Linked DNA regions of Sus scrofa: region 2 is linked to region 1. A link is a contact called in public Hi-C data. All regions are on one chromosome and are shown on one strand. Each heading gives the region's core, a stretch centred on a gene start, on an enhancer-like site or on the middle of the called end of the contact. The rest is flanking DNA. Distances are from core to core; before and after follow the strand shown. Region 1 has its middle 170 kb from the start of ZBBX. Region 2 overlaps ZBBX (zinc finger B-box domain-containing protein 1).

Evidence for each region. Hi-C and Micro-C count contacts between places; a contact is called where the count stands out from the background.
Region 2: a contact with region 1 is called in a Hi-C map of heart right ventricle, with 5 times the contacts expected there. The contact joins two enhancer-like sites. A contact is called at or near these places in 2 of 47 Hi-C or Micro-C datasets (fetal heart ventricle and heart right ventricle).

The regions. Positions count from the first base shown.
Region 1 is chr13:106,090,616-106,095,736 of Sscrofa11.1, reverse strand. No RefSeq gene overlaps it. Among named protein-coding and RNA genes, the nearest start is that of ZBBX, 170 kb to the left of the region's middle. Within about 2 kb of position 3,041, at least 6 of the 83 cell types and tissues checked have an H3K27ac peak or open chromatin away from gene starts, as enhancers often do.
Region 2 is chr13:106,235,272-106,240,392 of Sscrofa11.1, reverse strand. ZBBX (zinc finger B-box domain-containing protein 1) reads left to right here. Exons shown (of 18, transcript XM_021069757.1): 7 at 685-780. Among named protein-coding and RNA genes, the nearest start is that of ZBBX, 30 kb to the left of the region's middle. Within about 2 kb of position 2,247, at least 4 of the 83 cell types and tissues checked have an H3K27ac peak or open chromatin away from gene starts, as enhancers often do.

The sequences.
Region 1 (5,121 bases), core at 1,792-4,291:
AAAGATAAGACAAAAGTAATAATTAAAAGTGATCATATGAGGATGTTCTTTATATCTCAGGGTATAATAATAGTGCATTTAGATTGGTTTGTGAAAAAATTTTACATGGGAATACATTAGCAATTTTCTAATTTCCAAAAGACATCTGTAGTTGTGCAAAATGATTATTTTTCTTTACCTTGAATGTGACATCACACTATTCTAGGTGGCTTAATAAATAAGGTGTATTTTGTCCCATGACTGAATATGGCCTGTTTGGTTTTTTGGTTTTGTTTTTCACTAACTAGATAACTTGTTTTCAAGTTTGGGATTTTGGTTCTTTAAAAATAAGATTGTGCTCTACTTCTGTAACAGTGCTGGAAAGCTGCTTCTCCTGTGTGGATAAGTGGATTTTGGAAGTACTTGGACAGTCTAGATAGAGTTGGAATAAATTCTAGAAGTTTCCAGTTCATGTGGTATTGTCATTTGGCCATTTTCTCCTGTGTGGCTGCTATATGAAAAGGTGGAGGCTCTACTTGGCAATATACTTAGAGTAAATGTAGAAAAATGACCCCTCCCCCTCTTCTTCCTGGCCTTCAGTATTTCTGTGAAAGCGTTATGATTCTTGGGGTCATTTTGCAACTAGAGCAGAAAATGTAAAATAATCATAGATATGTGGTTGAAGTAACATATCCTGAAAGTGCCTACCATGGGCTATCTTGTTATATGGGAAGTTTATGCAAGTAGTCTGCTGTTTTCTAGCTTAAATGATAGAAACTTCTCTTGTTCAGTGTATATATTCTCAGTGTTTACGTTTTTAATGTCACATGGATTCTATAGCCTCATTGTATTAGTCAGGGTTCTCTATAGAAACAGACCAGTAAGATATATATGTAGAGATATATAGAAAGATTTTTATTATGAGGGATTGGTGCTCATGATTATAGAGGCTGAGAAGTCTCACCACCTGCCATATGCAAGCTGAAGGTTCAGGAAAACTGGTGTTGCAGCTCTCATCCACATCTACGGGCCTGAGAACCAAAGAGGCCCATGGTGTATGTCCCATTCCGAGTCCAATGGCCTGAGAACCAGGAAGGCTGATACCTGAGAGCAGAAGATGGATGTTCTGGCTCAAGTAGAGAGCAAATTTGCTTTTCCTCATCCTTTCTTTTTCTATTCAGACCCTAAGTGGATTGAATGAAACCCAACTGATGAGTAGGATCTTTTCTACTTAGTCTAATGATTCAAATGCTAAGTTCTTTTGGAAAAACCCTCACAGATACACCCAGAAGTAATACTTTACCACTTATCTGTGTATTCCTTAGCTCAGTCAAGCTGACATATAAAATTAACTATCACACTGATTATTCTACCTCAGAGTCACACTGGTTATTAATTTTCCTCATGAAATGTGGTACCCCAAATTGAAGATTATACACTAGACAGGATGACCAGTTCTGCTTGAAAGGATCTTTCTGTTTTCGCCAGTGTATTATAAAATTAAATTAGCATTCTGGCTAATTCCAATAAGCTGTTTGCTCTGATGTGTCTGTTTAGCAACAAATAAACAAACATAAACAGTAACACAGCAGGTCTCCACTTTGCAATCCACTGTGAGGCCAGACATTTGCCATCTTATATATTGTTTAAAACAAATGCACAACACTTAAATAATTCTCCCTGAAATAATTCAAACAAATAATTCAAATAAAGGTGAACTGAATACAAAAGAAACTGTCCTTTTATTCCCATTACTCAAACATGCATCCTTCTCTAGAACTGACAGTTTATGGCAAATTCTGTCAGACATTTTTCAATGGATTTGGTTTTATTAAGTATTATATTTCATGGCATGCATTTATTACAACTTGCTATTTTTCACTTTCAATGCATATTGACAACTTTTCCATTTTGATGACTGCCACTTACAGATCTAGGGATATTTTTAACTGTTAGTATTTCATGGCATAAGAATGTTTCAAAATACATTTAAACACTTCATTATTAATAACTATTTCAATGTTTTCTAACTTTTGCTATCACAATGAAACACTGAACAATGCTAACCATTTCTTTATGTACCTGGATAGTTTTTTTTTTTTTTTTTTGGTAATAGATAAATTAAAAAATAATTGAGTCAAAGAATTTGTGCTTTTAAATTTTGGTTATTGTATCAGTCATAGTTTGGTCAGGAAAACACACATATTATGAAATAATGGGTTTATTATAGTGATTACAGCTTATATGAATGTGGGTTGAAATTTTATTCTATAGCCAGTCAAGATTTGTCCTTTAAGAAAACGAATTTTGTTAGCAGTGTGTAGGGTTAATTCAATGAAGAATATATATAAGACTAATTAAATGTGCTTGAAAAACAGAATTAGGACTTGATATATTAAATTTGGCAAAATTATGAAGATATATCATATATATTACAATGGCTAGCTATGGCTAATGCATTAATTTTGAACAATGAATTATGTAAAAATATGTTTGGTGGGTCAATCATGAACAAAAGCACAGACCCTTGAATGTAGTGGGTATAACCAGGAAGTAAAAAGTATTCCAGTGTGGATGAAACACTGATCCTTTGAATGGAAACAATAGAATATAAAGCTGAAGATGAAAAATGAGCTTATATCACGACGGATGAGGTAGAAGGCTAGATCTGTTTTCAGGCAAAGGAAACAGGCTGGAGAAGGGTAGCAATAATGGAAATGAAAAGGCTGGAGCAAATTTGAGATCACAGAGGTCAAATCTACAGAGTTTAAGCCTGTGAAAGGAATTAGCGGGTGAAAGAAGAGTCACATTTTAGCATGCATCTACGGATGCAAATTTGCCTTAGTCAATAGCGGTTAGCCTGCAAGTGAGCATCTTAAAATATTACAAACCATTGCCTTCTGTTTATAAGTCTGCAGGCGTTATTAAAATAGTTGAGCAGAAACCAAATGAGAAATAAGGGTTAAGAACTTTATCTGTTGTCCAGACATCTGTACCCTCAGCAAGCTGTCAAAGGAATGCTGCCTTGGAAGCCAAAGTCACCCAGGGGGCTAATCAGCTTAAACACATGACAAAAGTCATAGACAATTCCAGAGTGCTAACAACGTTAACTAATAGTGCTGCCTGCCAAGGAGCTGAACATCACCGCCAAAATAAAACCAACGGTTCCCTCTGCCGAGCTCTTGAAACTCTTTTTCTTTTTCTTTCTTTCTTCTTTTTTTTTTTTTTTTTTTTTTTTTTTTTGGCTTTTTCAATTATACTTGGAGAAGATGGTAGTAGAGAGGAACTTAAGAACACTCCATCTGTTGAGAAAGCTGAGTTCACAAAGTTTGGCTGGTTTAGGTGCCAAGGAGAGATGGTTAAAAAGCAAGTCACTTGCTTGAGGGTCTGGGGGCCTAACACGGCTTCACAAATATTTTCCCAGCCCCAGCTCACTTTTTTGGTTTGCCTTCTTTTCCACAGCTGGCAGTGTGAGGAATTCATGATTGTCTCAAAATTATTTAAGGATCACTCCTCTCTCTGACTTCTGGTCTCTCTGATGTTGATATTAAAAGCTTAGCGAGGCCTTGTGCGGCTGTGTTTCCCTCTTATCTTCCTCTATAGTTTTTCATGTGGAACTGATAAAGAGCAAGCCTGAATTCAAGTGTGTGAGTCATTACTGTGGAGCTATAATTCCCTTGTCTTCTTGTCAGTCTGCTCACTAGCATCCCTGGTTACATTTTTCTTCATTTCCTACACTTCTCAATTGACAGGAACAATGAAGTCATGACACCGTAATCTCATTTTTTCTGAACATGACATAGTGTGTTGGTAACTTTATTAGTTGCTCTATTTGTAGCCCTTCCTATTCGAGGTATCTGGGTGGATTATCTTACATCTTTGCTCATCTGTGAACTCTCAGTTTGGCCATTTAAAACTTTTTAAATGCGGTCTTAAGAGATCTTTCTGTCCTTTTTTATTTAAAATTACCTTGAGGATAGTCTGTCTTTATTTTTTATACAGGTTTGTAGATGATATTTTCATATTTGCTAATAGAATATGGTCAAGAATGGGCATTTTAATATGCACTAATCTTATGAATACCACTTAGTCATTTATTCTCATCTATCTATGTAACAAATATCATTTAGTGCTTACTGTTAGTCATGCACTGTTCTAAGCACTGGGGATTCAATGGCAAACAAAATTGACCCAAAATAGCCCTTCTCCCAGGGATCCTAGCTCCTATGGAAAGACGTAGATGGTATGTGAAATGTAATACATCAGATGATGGTAAGATCTATGGACGGGGTACGGTGAATGCCAAGAAAAATCAGAGGAGATGTGTGATTATAAACAGATGGTCAGAAACGGTCTCATTTAGAAACTTATGTTTGACCAAAAATCTCAAGGAGTTGAAAGATCAAGCCATGTGATCCCAAGCTGAGAGCATTTCAACCTGACAGAACAGTAAATCCAGGGTCCCTGAGGAGGGAGAGTATATTCAGGGGGTAATGGGTGGTGGGTGGGTGGGTGAGTATAGCTCTGTGGCAGGAAGAAGGGACGGGAAGGAGATGAGATCAGAGAGAGAGAGGTAGACTGGCTAGAGCTTCATATAACATTTGAAGGGCTTCAGCTTTTCTTCTTCTTCTTTTTTTTAAAAGAATAAAGTGCTGTGATTTACAATGCTGTGCCAATTTCTGCTGTACAGCAAAGTGAGTCAGTTATACATATATATTCTTTTCCATCATGGTCTATCCCAAGTCTATCCCTGTGCCATACAGCAGGACATCATAGTTTATCCATTCTAAATGTAACAGTTTGCACCTACTAACCCCAAACTCCCAGTCCATCTTACTCCCTCCCTCATCGCCTTGGCAATGGCAAGTCTGTTCTCTACATTGGAGGGATTTGAGCCTGAGGAGTGACATGCTCAGAGTTACGTTTCAATGGGTCATTTTGGCTTTTGGCTGCTGAATTGACTATAGCTGTAGATTTGCAGTGGTGAAAGTAAGGAGAGCAATTAGAAGGATCTCTGTGCTCTCCTTCTAACACGTGACCTCCTCTGAGTTTACAAAATGAGTCTGACTCTAATGTTTTTGGAAGTGCCATAAAATTGGAATGTCTATTTTACTCAAAAGAAAGTATAGCAGAGCAACTCGG
Region 2 (5,121 bases), core at 998-3,497, 150 kb before region 1:
ATACTTTTTTTTTCCTTTGAGGAATCTTCTAAGAAGGCTTTTGAAACCACATTTTGAGAATCACCAGTGAACCAGTGCCTTTGAAAGAAGTCTGTGGGGATTTTTGGGTACAAATAGTATATATACCCTTTGAAAATAATTGTGCCATGTAAATTCATACAGAAAGATAAAAAAACTCATCGCAATGAAGTTCTTTTGGCCCAGAGATAACACTGTTTAGTTTTTATCAGGTTAAGAAGTTCGATCTGAGGCTTCTGGGATTTTTTTTTTTGTATTTTTTGTATAGTTGTATTTACAATGTTGTATATTTACAACTTGTATAATTGTATGTTACAACTTGTATAGTTGATTTACAATGTTGTGCCAATTTCTGTATAGTTGAAAAATTTTTAGTGATTTATTCAGAAATTGTACATACATATATGCAACTAACACATATATCTCAAACCTACTTGTAACTTTTATATTTATTTTGCTATGAGAGTTATTAGAGTTTGTAAGTGAATTTTTCTCAGTTACATCTTAACTGAAAAAAATGATTGTTTCGTTTCCTTGGGCTTTCAATTTTGCTGACATACTAGGTGTGTAATTTGAGAATTAAAGGTTATAGAAAAGAGTTCTTTATACAATTTTTTCTCAAAGTTATATTTTATAAGATTGTATGATTTTTCAATATCTTTTAAGGTATGCCTTGAATGTGGAGAAGATTATTGTTCAGGATGCTTTGCTAAAATTCACCAGAAGGGGGCACTAAAGCTCCATAGAACAACTCTTCTGCAGGTATGACTTTAAAATGCTTTACTTGTGGTGTATTTATAAAATGTTTCAACACAAAGATATTTAAAATATGTTTAATTATCTAGAATTTAGGATAATTTACAATTAATTTCTAAAATTCTATTATGTACAGTCTTTACATACAACTTAAATTTATTTTACTGAACACTAATAGATTTTATTTTGCTGTACACGTTGTTTTTTAATATAGCTCCTGAAGCACTTAGCTTGATTAGCGTTTTTAGATTATGCATTCTCTCTATGAACTTGACATTTAAAAATTAGACAATATTTTTATCTATTGTGGTTTCAAATGAACACATGATTTGTTTTAAGTATTATTTCTGTCTAGTTTATAAATAGAAATCTCTTGTTTTCGTCTCGTTTATTTTATTATTTATTTATTTATTTATTTTTGTCTTTTTGCCCTTTCTAGGGCCGCTCCTGTGGCATATGGAGGTTCCCAGGCTAGGGGTTGAATCGGAGATGTAGCTGCGGGCCTACACCACAGCCACAGCAACTCAGGATCCGAGCCACATCTGCGACCTACACCACAGCTCAGGGCAATGCCAGATCCTTAACCCACTGAGCAAGGCCAGGGATTGAACCCAAAACCTCATGGTTCCTAGTCGGATTCGTTAACCACTGAGCCACGACGGGAACTCCTGTCTCATGTTTATTTAAATAAAATAGTTTTTTATTTGCTCTCCCCCATTATTGTTTAAATAAGCTTATCTCTCAGGTTTCTACTTTTCCTCCTATATATATATCAAAAGCTTTTATTTATCCTCACACAGTCATTGTTTTTTGAAATGCCTAAACTCAAATCTTGTCAGGTGGCTTTAAAATTCTAATACTTAAACAATAAATATGGCTAAAGTCAGCTATAACATTATACCAGTTATATTTAACGTATTGATTTGTCATAGATTTCATTTATTGTACAGTAATTCATTCAACTCATATATATTGAATGCCTTTTAGGCAGCAGGGTTAATGCTAGGCAGTGACCCTACACAGGTGAATAGGATCCTGCCCTTAAGGACCCGGAGATAAAAGTGAGAACCAAGGGCCTTGTATAATGGGTTAAAGAATTTAATATTATCTCATGGGGTTTAATATTATCTGTATTTAGAAGTGTCACTGGTAGACGTCAATCTTTACATGTTGCTTCAACATATATGTGTTGGTAGCTCTCGTGGATGCCAATGACTGAAGTCATAATAACCACAAAACATAAAATTGACCTCACTTATATCAGTATTTACCAATGTCAGTTACTTTCGAATAGCTACTCAGTGTTTAGCGCCTCCTGGCAAAAGTGATAGAGGGAAAAACAAAAAAACCATCCACCAACTACTCTGCTGCCTCAGAAGGTATTATACAACTGGATGGTCAAGGTCATAGAAAATGAAAATTAATGTATGTAAAAGGGAGTATAATTGTTATTATTATACAAATAATATGGAATATAACCAAAGGCACTCCACTTTAAGGATAAGGAGTATAATTATCCCACTGTGAGGTCACATTAGAATTTTCCATTCAGTGATTTGTTCACATTTCCTGAATTATCTCTCAGTGAATTTAGGCACTGAGCCAGTGTGTGGAAGATAAAGAGAAAAATGAGACATGGCTCCTTTCCTCAACTTCAATATTTGGCCTTCAAGTTTATCTAAGTCTGGTTCTCTGTCTTCCCTTCCTTCCTCTCTCTCTTCTAGCCCTCTGTCCTTTTCTGTCTCCTTCCCTCCCTTCCTCTCTCTGTCACACACACACACACACACACACACACACACACTCAATTTCAAAAGACAAACTTTGCCTTTGTGATATGGTTTATTGTTGTCCAGAGGCAGATATGACATGGGTCAAACCATGCTTACTAAAAGCAGTGAGACATAGCGTATATATACTAGGCATGAGCATTTTTCTATTCCATGTTAGTATCATTAAAACAGAAGTATTCTATATGTTAGCATAAAAGGATATGATCTCTGTCAATTATATTCTTGAAGGTTCTAAATGTGGAATTGATGGGGAAGTAAGAGAATTATTTATTGAGCATAAACTTCATCCCATCCCATATCACATTTTCTAGTTTTGGTTGCAGAAGAGGAAAGGTTGGTAAGCCAGAAATAGTAGAATGGTATTTAAGTTCCTAGTTAATCTCAAATTGTAGACTATGCATTCATTCCTAAAAATTAGCATAAATGAATTTCATAATGTGAATACAAATCAAAGAGCATAGCAAGTAATAATGAATGCTTGAGAGTTTTTTTTTCCAAAATATAGGAGTTCTTTTATGTATATATTTAAAGTTAAACAGTGGTAAATAACTATATATCTTCTATAATCATGTTACTCCTCTGGATTGCTGTCTGGTCTGTAGAAATCAAAGGTACCACTTGGTGCTTATCTTGAGGATAGTACTGGGAAATTCATTGTCTGCTAGGGATGTCAAATTGTGAGGCTAAATCATAGGAAAGAGCAGAGACCACCTGTATTGAGAGCTAAACATACATTGTTGTTGTTCTCCTTAATAGAACATGATTTCACTCACCCAGATTGCTAGGTAATACTTTGAAGGATTGCTAAGTAATTATCTTTTCCAGACAATTCAAGAACATTTGATCATTTTTCAACAAAACTTTAAATTAAAAAAGTTTTTTTAAAGGAAATTATTTCAGGAGTTTCCGTCATGGCTCAGTGGTTAACAAGTCTGACTAGAAACCATGAGGTTGTGTGTTCGATCCCTGGCCGTGCTCAGTGGGTTAAGGATCCAGCGTTGCTGTGAGCTCTGGTGTAGGTTGCAGATGCGGCTCGGATCCTGCATTGCTGTGGCTCTGGCATAGGCCGGTGGCTACAGCTCTGATTCAACCCCTGACCTGGGAACCTCCATATGCCGTGGGAGTGGCCCAAGCAATGGCAAAAAGACAAAAAAAAGAAATTATTTCAAAATCTATAACTTACTCCCTCCCAGCTTTGTAAAGTGTACAGTGAACAGAGTCTTACTGTATATCAGTGACTCCTGCCCATAATATTGATGGTAGCTATTACAACCATTATTAATATGAGGCCTCAGCTACCTGATGTAATATGTATAGCTACACATTCATCCTAAGAGATTTGCTATTCTGGTTATACTCTAATTTGCTTCTCTATCATGGCCTTACCCATTGTCTGCCATCACTTCTTGACTTTAAGCAGTTGTCCCATTAGCTGTAAGCTATTTTCTTACTATTTCTCTAGCTGTTTAGCCCCCCTTTTTTTCTCATCATCTTGCTTTTTTTTCTCTTGTTTCCATCATTCTTTTCTATGCATGAAAGTTCTTGGTACTGTTTTGTCTTGACCTGATGACCATTGTTCAGTAATATGTGGATATCTCTTCCTGTTTGGCCCTAATTTATTTTTATTTTTATTTTTTATTTTTTGCTTTTTAGGGCCACACTTATGGCATATGAAGTTTCCCAGGCTAGGGGTCGAATTGGAGCTACAGCTGCTGGCCTACACCACAGCCGCAGCAACACCAGATCTGAGCCGCATCTGAAACCTACACCACAGCTCACAGCAATGCCGGATCCTTAAACCACTTAGTGAGGCCAGGGATTGAACGTGCATCCTCAAGGAGCCTGGTCGGATTTGTTTCTGCTGCACAACAACAGGAACTCCTGTTTAGCCCTTATTAACCAGTCATAGTCTTTCTAGTTTTCTACTGTTTTGGTAACCTTCAAAGTCATGAGATTTTTTTGTTTACCTGTAGCATATACTATTGTACATCAACTATATTTCAATTTAAAAAAGATACAAATTGTGGAGACAAGGAAAAAAGAAGTCATGAGATTTTTTTTTGTTGACTGCTGCATTCATACCTAATCAGATGTTAGAGCAGGCGTCCTATATCTGTATAATAAGCATTATTATATAAAGAGCAAGCTTTCTAGTTAATGGCTACCATACTTTATATTATTTAATCTATGCTGGGGTTTCTGGTTATTATAAAGAATAGCGTATTTTGAGTGTTGTAAACCATTTTAGCCCCTGGCCTGCAGACCAGTTAGATTTTTGTTTTTTTAAGGCTGCATTATCGGCATGTGAAAGTTCCCAGGCTAGGGGTAGAATGGGAGCTGTAGCTGCCGGCCTACACCACAGCTACAGCAACACCAGATCCAAGACATGTCTGTGACCTATACCTCAGGTCACGGCAATGCCTGATCCTTAACCTAATGAGTGACACCAGAGCTTGAACCTGTGTCCTCATAAATACTAGTCAGATACTGCTGAGCCATGACCGGAACTCCCAGACCAGTTAATCTTTATAAAGTTCACATTCAGTAGGGACCATTT